2 separate regions of the Zea mays genome follow, and region 1 is linked to region 2. The links are chromatin contacts, called in public Hi-C maps. All regions are on one chromosome and are shown on one strand. The core of a region is the stretch at or near the end of the contact, and the rest is flanking DNA. Distances in the headings are between cores, read along the strand shown. Region 1 holds the start of LOC100216844 (Disease resistance protein RPS2). Region 2 holds the start of LOC100191865 (putative RING zinc finger domain superfamily protein).

Region 1 (6,313 bases), core at 536-3,035, 290 kb after region 2:
AGGAAGGCACTCGCATTCTCTCGCCCTTCTCGGACTGACGCTAGGTGCGGGTGCCTCTCGGTTTAGAGCTGCTCCGGCTGGGATTCTTTCTTCGCTTGCGTGCTCTCTCCATGCCTAGGTTATCTTGGCGATGAGGAGTCCAGGTCTGAGATATTGGACAACGAAGGCCCGTAGCGCGGTAGCAGTCGGCATATGCTACGGAGTTGGTGGTGGTGTTGTGTCGCTTCGGCGGGTCCAGGGCTGGGAAGGCACTCGCATTCTCTTGCCCTTCTCGGACTAATGCCTGGTGCGGGTACTTCTCGGTTTGGAGCTGCTTCGACTAGGCTTCTTTCTCCGCTTGCGTGCTCTCTCCCTATATGTATCTAGCGGTATACTACCTATGTCGCCACCAGATGCCTAGGTCTTCGTCGTGTCCTTCTCCGGCAACGAACAAGTATGCCCGCCTCTTCCCTTCCCTTCCTACTCTACGAAACCTTTGAAGTGGGGGGGGGGCGAGGGATGGGGGTCCCTGATTTGCTGCCTATGGTACCCGTTCGATGGCTCGACATTGCCTGTTTGCATGGTCTTTCCCTTACCATGGTGTCGACTCGGTATGCTTATACCACTTCTATGTACCTGTCACCCATCCTTCTGTCATTGCAAAAAATATTGTGTTTTTCCTTTGTTGTTTTGGGTGTTAGTTTTTTGTTGTGCTAAGGACTAAACATAATTTGGGTGTGTTAATAATTTATTTATTGTCTGCACGTGGTTTGTGTTCTTCTGATGATGGCTCATGGATCCTACAAAATATGTGTTAGGATTTGGAGATCCATGCGGGGCACTACCACAGGGTGCTCGTCCCTTATGTTCTTGGACCTTGCATGCATTAGGTCATTTCTAAGACCATATTGGTGCAATGGACTACATGGTGTTTGAGGTTGCTGAATTGGATGGAGCAACAATGATTTGACAGATTTGTCACGCTAAGAGTAAATGGAAAGCTTATTTGTTGGTTTTAAATGTTAATAATTGCTACGAAGTACCATAATTTGTATGGAGCGTATCCAGTTTTTATTGATGTCTGACTTTTAGTAACCACTTCATATTTTGGTCTATGTTTTTATAAGTTTGATTTCATGTAACATATTTTAGAAACTTGAGCTCATAAACTTCCTCTTATTTGGTCTCTGTATGGTGAAATTATATCATTCTATAATCTATGTTCGTTCAGTCGGTCGTTGTGAACTCTCTTCTAACCGCTCTCTTCACTGGTCGTATTGTACCAAGATATATTTGATGGAGTAAACAACAACACCAGTTAGTTAAATAAAAAATATTATGCGGAGAACGGAGACAATAAATAAAAAATCTTGAAATCTTTTTGATAAATAGTTTACGTGGATATTATTGTGAGCCGTCGCAATGCACGAACAACTGACTAGCGTGAATTAAAGTCGCAGCAAACCGTACCACTTTGGTCGCTTGTCTGAACACCCTAGGTAAGGCCGATACGTTATTGTTTGGCCAATATTTTGACCCACCCAAGAAGATACCAGTAATAACAAAAAATCTTATCCTAAACCCTGACGCACGCATCAGCAACCCTCTCAGGACTAGTTTGACAGGACTAGTTTGAGAGTCCAAATACCGAAGGAGATTAGAGGGACTAAAATCACCTCCGATTCTGTGGCTCCTAGATCAGCACTCAGGGTAGATGCGCAACCTTCGCGCTCCGCCCCCTGTTTCGACCAGAATCCGCCACCAGCAGCTCCTGCTCCTCCGGGCTCTCCCCCTCCGCGGCTCCGCCCGGACCGGCTCGCAGCTGGCCGGCGCCAGGGGCTCCCTCGTGGCCTCGCCCAGGACTCCAGGAGGCCCCCTGGCCTCCGGCTGCGCTCCGTGTCGGTGCCCGGTGGCTCCGTTTGCTCGCCGACTGCCATTGCGTCAGACGCCAGACAGCGGTTGGCGACAATGCTGCAGCAGGAAATATTTGGACCGCCGGGACGGTTTGCAAATTTTAGGAGTATGTAGTAACTCAGAGGAGTATTTCATTGTAAAATGGCAGCAGAATTGAAATGTTGCTGAGAATATGCAGATCCAGCCGTTGCGATTTGACTGAGAATTTGAGATACAGCAGTCTATTAGATTTTCATAAGCCTGTCTGACTGTGTCAAATAAGGCCAATTCTTTTTTATGACTAATTGACCTACAAAACCCTGTTTATATTGAACTTAGTATCATCCCCACTCATGATGAACACCCCACAAACTTAACCCAGGAGTGCGCACCACGCCTCCATGCGCCCAAGCCCCAGGACTGCCTCCGCGGCGTCGGCGGCGTGCACCGTGGCTCCACCCTGTCCCTGATCAGAATTCCGATGCCGTGGGGTAGTTCGATTATTATTCTGTATTCTGATCTTTGGTAATTGATTGTTCCTAATCTTGATCTTTGAATTGAATTATACTCTCTCATAGTGTATTAGTACTGTTAATAATGCGTGCCTAGTCTTTGAATCTAGGCTATCTCATGCTGTGTTGGTATTGATAAAGATGCGTGCCTGTGTTTGTTTTTCGATTTTATTCACTTCGACATAAATAGTGAAGCTATTAACTTAATGGTTGTCATCATCGATTGTGAGGATTAAGCTATTATTATGGTTTCCGTTACTGATCGCTGGATTAGCTTTGTGTCTCATCCTGACGTTTTCTTGCTGCTGGATGTCATTTGAGGTATAAGAAATATTGAGCACGAGCTGAAGAGATTGAGAGAGGTATTCATAGAGCTGGGTAGGAAACAAAGCTGAATAAGGCATTTTCCCATATTCATCACTTATTTTGTAGATATGAATTGCTATAGACTGTGTTGTGAATTTTCTTTCGTCGTTGCGTTAGCAACACATTGATTTTGGCGCATCGTCCGCCACTGCTAACACTGTCCATATTCTTAGGAATTGGACGCAAGCTACAGCGGAGGGTCAGATCCAATTCTTCCTTGGATTCTCTCTCTATCTAGATCACTGAAGAACCAATGGATACAGGGATGGCAAGGGCAGACAGCATCATTTCTGAATAGTTCTTAATCTTTTTATCTTTTGGGGGGGTGGGGGTGGGCGGCATCTCTAAGCTTTGGCTTTTGAATATGATGCAGCAGGTAGCTGAGTACTCAAAGAATCAACAAAGTGACAAGCACACACATATATGCTTGGACACAAAAGAAGCTAGCATATGCAGAAACAGAACACACATGTCACTTTGCTTTGATCTATGGACTAGTGTGATTCATCTCTCTTTTTGTCTTTCTCACACACACACACACACACTGTACCTCTCCCTTTCTCTTCTATCAGTCATTTCGTTCTTCAATCTGTGTGGCTATCTTCTACTAGTGCCGCCAATTCAACTTAACTAAGGTATGTACAACGTAACTGGTCCTGTTGATTTTTATTCTTGAGTATTCTATCAATTTCTCTTAGCTTCATTCTTGTGCGTTAACCAGGAGCTTGCTGAAGGACTCAACACACATTGCTACATCATGCGTACGGAGGTAAACTACTAATTAACCTCATCTGTCCTTCTGCAGTAGGCATATATGTTATATTAACAGATTCCAAGTAGTCTCCTGATGTTCACGTACACACCAGTCTCACATTAGGAACAGATAACTGAATGAAAAAAATCTATTCATATACCTTTGAAGCAGTAACCATACTTTTTTTTTTGAAACAAGCAGGCAGGAGTTCTGCCTTATATATTGATAAGAAGAGAAATGCCCTAAGGCAAAAGAGTCAATACACAGGCGATGTTCGGCAGTAATCATACTTTCTAGAGTCAAACACAGAGATACGCATTCCAGGTTGCAAATCATGCAATTTCCATGGATGTGCGGCAGGTTACAAATCATACCACTCGAAATTATTTGTAACTAAGATAATGATACAATCTTTTTGTGTTCATTTTAATCAATTATTTAAGGCCTTAAACAAACTCGAATAAAAAAGATGAACTAGAGCGTTTTAGATCTTGTCAAGTATACTACAACTTTAGTAATGGATTTTAAAAACCAAATACTTAAAACATAATTTCATGGCCTAAAATAATTTTGAATCAAAACGTTATCGACTATGTCCTTTCGAGTGCTACAACTTTAGTTTATGTCATTACTCTATCAGAGGTCATTTACAACATTCGAAAAAAATTTAAATCTAAAAGGTTCCAGATTCCCCCCCTACCACTACAACTATAGCTCACTACCTTTTCTTTTTAAGTAACTTAGAACCTAGAAATTTTGTGTCTGGTTTCAAAAATGTTTTTAAGTTCATATGTACTTTCCGAAAACAATAGGTAAATGTCTAAATTTCATAAATAGTTCCTTCGAAAATAGAAAAAACATAAAATTGGACCATAACAAAATGTTGGTGCTGCCCAAACATTTTGGTGCTCCGACGAAGACAACGCGAATTTGGACACAAACACAAGATTTTGGCGCTGCCCAAAACTGCAGCGTTTTCTCTGTTCTTCCTTGTTCAGAAAAACTGAATGAACTGCATACAACCAAAATGATTCAATCAAGAAGTATCCTGAGCGCTTATCGCGACATGCGTTTGTGCATCTTCCCCACGCAGGCACGATGCGTCCATGTCCGCATACTTCTGCTGTTCTGCGTCCACAAGAATCGGAGCTCGCGCGCATGCAGGAAATGAACACAATGCACGAACAGCTAACCGAACTAACTGAATCGCGTGCGCAAAGCTTAACAAATCGAACACAAAATAGGTTTAGCAGACGTATGGTTTTAGAGTTCAAGAGCTCAATGTAGACATCAACAAAAGTTTGTCTTTAATTCAGCGTGATTTACATGACATACAAAATTTACTGTGCTACACGTGTTTTAATAGATGCGTGCATGCTTGCAGGTTATCCTGGCAGACACCATTGAAGCAGCTGCAGAACGAATTCTGATTGAGATCAGTAGCGATGACACACATACTGAGAGAAGCAATGTGTTCTACTTCGATGGTTGGGACGGGCTGGGCGCATCTGCTGTCCTTAGAGCTGTTGCCCAGCGCCTTGCCACAGCTTCAGAAGCCCCGGCAGGCCTCAAGTTTGATCAGGTCATCAACATCGACTGCTCCAAGTGGGTGAGCAGGAGAGCTATGCAGAGAGTGATCGCAGAGGAGCTGGAGCTTCCCGCTGAGTTTATGGAGATGATAGAGACGCGTGATGAGGAGGACGACTACCGTGGTGAAGACCAGAGCTCCCGTGATGTGATTCCACAAGTCATCAACAGGGAGATCTACCAAAGATTACAGAACCGTAGGTTCCTGGTGATCTTTTACAACGGAAGCAGTGAGGAGATTGATCTAGCCAATCTTGGCTTCCCTCTGCAGGACTTGGGCTTCCATTTGTACTCAAGCAACAAGGTCCTATGGACATTTCAGGGGAGTTTCCGGCTCATGCCCATGACAAAAGTCACCAGGGCTCTAGGGACCACCGGTGTTTTCCTATCAGCAACCTCAAGCCAAGTGGGTCAAGACCCACATGTGTTCTGGTCCTACCTTGTGCTGCAAGAGGCTGCACAGATTGTTGCCAGCAAGGATAACACTGGTGGCAGCATCATCGGTGATCCAGCGCAGGTTGCCGAGTGCTTCTTGTACTTACTGGATCTATGTCTCATGGGTCATCACTTCATAGTGGACTATGACCTGGAAACTCATGGCTGCAACTACTGGATATGTGACGGCATCATACATGTACAACATGGGCAGAGAGAGGTTGACCGCGACATTGGATTGTGGAAAGCTGTTGAAGCTCTGCAGCGTGAGATGCGAATGGATGTGGATTACTACCACCACCATGACCACCAAGATATGCCTACTCACATTGTCAAGTGTGCCGACTTCAGTCCACGCTGGACTTCTCCAACGTACCGTGTCGTTCAGATCCTTGAGAGGGCCACGCCTGTCAGATGCAGTCTTGATCATTATGACAAACTTGGTGTCCTCAAGCTATCCTACTGCACATTTAGCTTCTCATCGCCTCCATTCCTGTGCTGCCAAAGCCTTAGATTCCTATGGCTCGACCACTGCCAGGACATGCTGGAGAGCGGCCCAGATGGAGCGGCACAGATGTGGGAGGCAGATGGCATCCAGCAGTGCTTCCAAAGGCTGTGGGTGCTGGATGTGCGCTACACATGCTGTGATCAGATCTTGTCTGGACGGATGCTAGAGTTCATGACTCAGCTGAGGGTGCTAAATGTGATCGGAGCCGAGGATTGGGACATGCGCCAGTTGCAGGGGCAGCTTCCTAATATCTGCAAACTTGGAGTAGCAAAGTCTACA
Region 2 (6,742 bases), core at 1,321-3,820:
CCAACTAGTCGGTTACCCGTGCGTTGCGACGGCTCACAATAATACCCACGTAAATTATCCACCAAAAAGTTCTCAAGATTTTTTATTGATTGTCTCCGCTCTTCGCATAATATTTTTTAAGAACGCACGTGTACCATAGGTAACAAATCAGAGACCTGGGCATCTGGAGGCGACATAGGTAGTATACCGCTAGATATATAGGGAGAGAGCACGCAAGCGTAGAAAGAAGCTCAGCCGGAGCAGCTCCAAACCAAGAGGCACCCGCACCAAGCGCCAATCCGAGAAGGGCGAGAGAATGCGAGTGTCTTCCCAGCCCTAGACCCGTCGAAGCGACACAACACCACCACCAACTCTGTAGCATATGTCGGCTGCTGCCACGCTATGGGCCTTGGTTGTCCAATATCTCAGACCTGGACTCCTCATCGCTAAGATAACCTAAGTGTGGCAGGTGCCACCATGTCCTCCTCGACGACACGCACGGAGAAAGGCCAGGAGTGTGACCAACTCGCGCCGTACTCGCGTCGACGAGCGTCGGTCGGCTTGCGGTTGCGACCGTGGGCAGGAGCAGCAGGTTGGGGAGGAAGAACAGAGCGAAGGCCGGGAAGACGAACGGGACGCCCGACGATGGCGAAAACGATGGTGCGCGCATGATGTGAAACGTCCTCGTGGATATTCAATAGCCATTGCGCGAGTCGGTGTCGAGGATGGTGTTGGACGAATACGAGGAAGAGGTGCATGCTCCTACGCCTCTCTGCCGAGAATAGGGTGGCGCGGAGGTGGATGCATGAGGGGAGAGATAAAAGAAGTAGAATGACGAATAAGGTGGTGGTAACTGAGACGAGGACCATCATTATCGTGCGAAGGTATAGATGACCAAATGAGTCGTGTCTCGCGAGCCGGCCCGAGGCACGACCCATTTAATAGTGTTTGGGCCAACCCGGCACGAGCGGCGTGCTGGCCCAACCCGACACGATTTTTTTATTTTACAAAAAATGATATATATATATATATATAATTTATATTCGATATTATAAACACATAAGCATGATGTTCTATTGGTTAGACAGCTTCGTCCAGTGGGAATGCGGGTTCAAACCCTATCTTTTACACCGCTTTTTAACATTTTATATTGAGTTGATTTGAAAGAAATGTAGAGTCTTTATGTAAAAAATGACGTAGTACGACCCTTGAAACTAGTAAAGTATAGTAGAGATACAGGGAAAGACGTAATTGGCGACGCAACTCGCCGATCTCTCTTCCCAGGTATTGGATGGGGACTGGCGATGGAAACGCAACTCGCAAGCGTCGAGCGGCAGCCACAGCTCCGCAGGTCGCAATGGTATCCCGCCGTCGGCTTTCCATGTATCTCTTTATTATCTAACTCAGTTTCCAACGTAACGTAAATGGGGATGTAGTTCAGATGGTAGAACGCTCGCTTAGCATGCGAGAGGTACGGGGATCGATACCCCGCATCTCCATTTTTTTTTTGTTTTGGGCTTCGTGGCATTACCATTGTACATATGGGCGTTCGTTACCAGAACCCGGCCCAAGAGCTTTTGTTATCGTTCTCCCTAAAACGGCCCACAGAGGCAGCCCCACCTAGTACAGGAGTCCCACCCGTCAGGCCGCCGGCACAGACACAGCGCATGGGCACGTGGGGCCGGTAGCGGGACGCGTCGCGCGAGTGCGGGTGGGCCACTCGTCCCAGGCAGAGCATGGTCAATCGGCCATAAATCTACCTTGTTTGTGCCAACGGCCAACAAACACCCAACCACAACAATATATCTACTGCTGCTGCTGCCGTTGCCCGTTCCTATTTAAAATGGGATTTGTTCCACCACCCCATCACTTAATATCCTGCTTCTGCTAACCCGCAAGCTACTCTGTTTTTGCTATACATATCACATCAAATTCATAGTAAACTATATATAAAAAAAAGGAGAGAATTAGAGAGAATAAGCCTGCTCGCTAGTAGCCAGCTAAAAAAGACCGCTCACAAAACTACTCTTACACGACTAGTTTGAGAGCTCCATTTTACCGAGCGATTTATATTTCCAAAGGAAAAATAAACTATTTTTTTCTTAGAAAAATGAAAATTTGGTGTAATGAGATTTCTAAACTAGCTTTAAATAATTTATAAGAGGAACAGAGAGACCAAGTATTAAACGTACCATTTGTATCGTGAGCTAGTTATTATATTACTGATTTTTTTAGTTGGTAACATGTGGCATGACAGTATTATATTATAAAAAGCCTACTATAATCTATATCATTAACCTTGCTCGTCTTGTCCCGGGATAAATAATGCAAAAGAAATCGTGCTTAAAAAAGCACTGACCTGACCCCAGTCCCCACTGTCAACTGAGCAAGATATTCCATGAAAGCTGCTTTCTAACTCCTGGCTTTTATTTTAAACCACTCATGCGTATAGTAGTCCAGTAGTGTCATAATCTCCGTCAAAATCATTTTCATCTTTTTTACATGGACAGACTTCCATGACAAATCTCACAGGTCACCCTTCCACCACATCACCACCGCATTCACATCGAACAACAACAACACAAGGCGAGGCCGAGTCGAGTAGCGCGACCACACACACACACCGCGTCGAGTCTCACACGGCACGGCAGGGCACGCGTCAAGGCGATCCGTTCCATGCCGCCGCCGCTGCCGCTGCCGGAGGAGGAGGAGGAGGAGAAGCCGCTGCCGCGGCGAAAGCCAGAGCCGAAGCCGCCTAAGCCCAAGCCCACCAAGAGGCCCAGGCCGATTGGGCCGCTGCCTCAGCGGGACGGGGACCCCGGCGGCGGCGTCGCCACGTCCCCTCCGCTCCTCTTCTGCGGCGACGGCTGCTCCGGCCCGTGCGCCTACTTGCCCCAGTGCCAGCCGCCGCCTCCGCCGTCCCCTGGGGCCACCGTGCGCCTCCGCTCGAGCCGGCTCCCGACCCCGCTCGTCGCGCTCTCGGCGTCGCTCCTCACCGTGTCCGCGGTCCTCCTGCTCGCGCTGCTCGTCCACTGCCTGGTCGCGCGGCGGCGGCGGGCGCAAGGCGCGCCGCTGGCCCACCACGCCGAGACGGGAGGGGGCCAGGTTCTGGCTGGCGCGGTGGCGCAGCAGGCCGGCGAGGGGGAGGACGAGGAGGCCGCCGGCGGCGGCGTGCACCACGTGTGGTACATACGCACCAAGGGCCTCGACGAGCGCGCCATCTCGGCGATCGCCGCGGTCGTGTACGACGCCAAGAAGCGCGGCGCCGGCGCCAGCTCCGACGGCGGCGGCAGCTGCGCGGTGTGCCTCGCGGAGTTCCGCCACGGCGAGACGCTGCGCCTGCTGCCGCGCTGCGCCCACGCCTTCCACCGCGCCTGCATCGACACCTGGCTCCGCGCCCACGTCAACTGCCCGCTCTGCCGCGCGCCCGTGCAGGTCGCCGCCGCCGCCGCTAACCCCAACCCCGCACCGGGAACGTCCGGGCGCCGGGAAGAGGGTAACCCTGCTGCTGGCGCCGTCATCGGTGGCGTTCAAACACAGGACCCCGCGCGCGGCGGCGGCTTTCCTGACCGGGCCGTCAGGCGGGCCGCGTCGTCCATGGCGGCGCTGCCGCGGCGGGCGTGGCCGGACGTCCCGCTGCGTGCGCCGGCGTCGAGCAGCTTCCGCGACGGCGAGGACGACGTGACGGGGCTCGGCAAGATCAGGCGGCTCCTCAAGCTCTCGGACGCGCTGGAGATGGCCGGGGTCGGGGTACACCGGTCCGCCTCGTTCGGCGCCGCTACCTGCCAGCGCTTGCCGCCAAGGCCGGGGCCGTCGGCGCCCGGCGTCAGCGCCGACGAGACGTCATAGCGAACCGACTGAGGCCGACGACGAGGCCATCGGTGGTCTGGTGAAACTTGCAGCTTTGGGAGCTGGGAGCTTGGAGGAGTGAAGGTTGGTGTTGGTTTGCCAAGTTTTTGTGTGTGCCGGGCACGAGACATGAGAAGGTAAAAAATGATATCTTTTCCATGTTTCTTGTATAATCGCTTCGTCAGCAGTAACAAGTAAATAACTCGTGAGCCTGTGCATGCACTGCGGAGCGTCAGGAATTGTAAGTAAGAAAGAATCCTTGACGGAAGTAGTTTTGTATGCGAAATTTACAGCACGAATACATGTGTAAGATACGTGTAAGGGCATGTTCGTTTTGGAGCGGAACGAAGGGAATTGGAGGGGCTATTCAAAATTGAATAGGAAGGTATTTAATCCTCTCCAATCGACATAGCCTAAGAGATCACTCATGTTCGTTATGGGTACATGAATGATCTGAAGTTATATGTTGCTCAGATTTGTTTCACTCCTATCTAGTTTCTCTGTATCAAACATGGCCTTTTAAGGCCCTGTTTACTATTACTTGAGCTTCAAAATTTGGTGAGGTCGATGAAGAGCTTCAGAAGATCGTTAAGCTGAAGTTATATACAGTTAGAAGAAGCTTAGATAAGCAATTTTATTTTGTATTTAGATTAATAATTTTTAAAGCAATTTAAATTTATATTATACATCACAGCTTCACGATGAAGCTGAAACCTAGAGTCTAGAGCAGTGCCAAACACCCACTAAACCTGGTATGTCTAGAGGTTAGGATTATGGACAAAGTTCCATCTGACAGGCCGTCTCACCTGCATTGCCATGTCTCTGTCAGGGCACTAACACCTCATTTAAAAATTCCAACGCTAATGGTGTGAGGTTGAAGTAGGCAGGGTAGTTCTGCCCAGTCGCCTGTCGAGGCAGTGTGCATCAATTGCTTGGACCGGACGGCTGTTCTGCGTCGCTGTTGGTCATCAAATGAGATGTGGATGCTGGCAGTGTGTGCCTGTGCTGCTGATGGCTGGCTCGCTGTGGCCTGTGGGTGAAGCTTCTTCCTTCTGGGATGGGCAGGCAATCACCTTCCAACGCAACACAATATGTAAAAAGTTAGGTGTGCGGTGTACCTCTCACGATTCTTTTAGGTTCATTGAGGATTAAGGTCATGCACACAACACAACACACCTCACGCCTTTGACCCTTTTGACACTCAGAACTCAGAAGGTTCGTCTGACTGTAGTGCACTTCACTGCTGAGTACACGCGCAGTATTGGTCTTGGGGATAGTAACCAAAGATGACACCATTGAGTTCAGCAAACCTAGCAAGGGCAACAAGACATTTGCAAGTTCCAACGCAAAAAAAAGGTCATCCAAACACAGATTGTTCTCCTTGCAACTCACTGTATTGGACTCTTGGGACGATCTCCTTGCAACTCACAAGTGCGGCATGATTAAACATAAACACAGATGACTATCACTTGCGGCCATCATCAACTTACAAAACTTGGACAACCTGAGTACATGACCCTTTCTACTACAAACATGAAAGGGCTCAACACCTTTTGCTGTATTGTTGTATCCTTGAGAAAATAATGAAGTTGACCTAAGTCCAAAACTTGTCCAATCTCTGAAGCAACACTACTAATATGTCCAGTAGAGTAGATCAGTCAGGGGAGCGGTGGGGCTCAACAGAAATCTATCTCAACGCGGCAACATCGCCAGAATGTCTTCTTTGTGCTGCATACAGTAGTACACTAAAACTGCAAGAATGATAACTAGTAGGATGGGCCATATACTTGTTCCTGTCAGTAAACAACCATCCGTTTTTTAGTATAGGGCTTGCAAGGAATGGCTGGGAGAAAAAAAAAAAGCAAATCTATGATTGAAAGGTGCAGCATACCATTACTCTTCGGGGAACCAACGTACGTCACCCTTGCAGTAGAGTCAAAGGAAGTTGACAGCAATGTTCTGGGATGATGTAGAGCAACTACATTGAGAAATTGCATTTTTTTTCCCTTTAGATTTGTCAACTCGAAGTTAAAGATACTAACCTTGAATCCTGAGAGAAGGACAGTGTAGTCACAACACCAAGATGGGCCTTTTTAACTGTTACAAGTGTCCGCATGTCTTTTGAGTCGACTATGACCACGCTTCCTTCGATTGTTCCACTAGAAACCAAAGGCAGACAAATAATTTTTTTTAAGAAAATACAGCCACGCTATGTCTACAAGATGATTATAAATAAAACCAAAGGAATATTTCCAATCTCACATTGCAAGGAGAGCACCGTTGGGCGACACCGCAAACGCTGAAATTGCCTCACGAGTTATTTTCTTTGATCCTGTTCTTGTCCATGAGGTAGTATTCCAAGATACTATTTTTCCATAATCACCTAAAAAAAATATTACTCAGGTATTGCCAAACCTTAAGCTTGTTGCCTAATTCAGTTTGTAACTAGATCAACGTAAACCTTAATGTCACCTTCCATTGCTGTTATAAATAGGACATGACTGTTGTCTGCCTTATTACAAAATCTGCAGAATCCAAACATTTCCCCCTGGAAATGTACAGATCAAACTCTATTGAAACAAAGACATGGAATCATTCTAATAATGCATTTCGCCCGAGAAAAGAACTCACTGCTTCTCTTGGCAGACTGGCTACAACTTCAGATGACTGCAAATCCCACACTCTGCATGGGCCACTGCTCCTATTCACGGCAATAAACCTCTCATCGGAACTGAAAGCATGGACCAAAGCAGAGAAAATCCATCAGTATCTCACAACCAATATTCAAGTGCGAAGAGAGAGTTTAATGGTAATTTGTTTACCTGATGGTAAGATCCTTAATTGATGTTTTAGTATCAGTTTCTGTGAGAACAGGCGCCATAGCCGGCCACTTGAAGACTCTTAAATGCCCATC

The links. A called contact is a pair of places that touch in the nucleus more often than the background predicts.
Region 1: a contact with region 2 is called in a Hi-C map of ear, with 2.0 times the contacts expected there. The contact joins the promoter of LOC100216844 here to the promoter of LOC100191865 in region 2. A contact is called at or near these places in 3 of 25 Hi-C or Micro-C datasets (ear, leaf mesophyll and tassel).

The regions. Positions count from the first base shown.
Region 1 is chr2:235,752,493-235,758,805 of Zm-B73-REFERENCE-NAM-5.0, forward strand. LOC100216844 (Disease resistance protein RPS2) reads left to right here and starts at 1,786. Exons shown (of 5, transcript NM_001359504.1): 1 at 1,786-1,999; 2 at 2,924-3,385; 3 at 3,472-3,519; 4 at 4,889-6,313. The coding sequence starts at 3,508.
Region 2 is chr2:235,462,910-235,469,651 of Zm-B73-REFERENCE-NAM-5.0, forward strand. It overlaps LOC100191865 (putative RING zinc finger domain superfamily protein), which reads left to right and starts at 2,571. Exons shown (of 1, transcript NM_001137289.1): 1 at 2,571-4,147. The coding sequence starts at 2,656. The coding sequence ends at 3,828. It overlaps TRNAA-AGC (transfer RNA alanine (anticodon AGC)), which reads left to right and starts at 1,406; the gene lies at 1,406-1,478. LOC100284345 (sec12-like protein 2) reads right to left here. Exons shown (of 10, transcript NM_001157240.2): 4 at 6,651-6,742; 5 at 6,460-6,559; 6 at 6,301-6,376; 7 at 6,091-6,211; 8 at 5,871-5,987; 9 at 5,720-5,787; 10 at 5,187-5,621. The coding sequence ends at 5,521.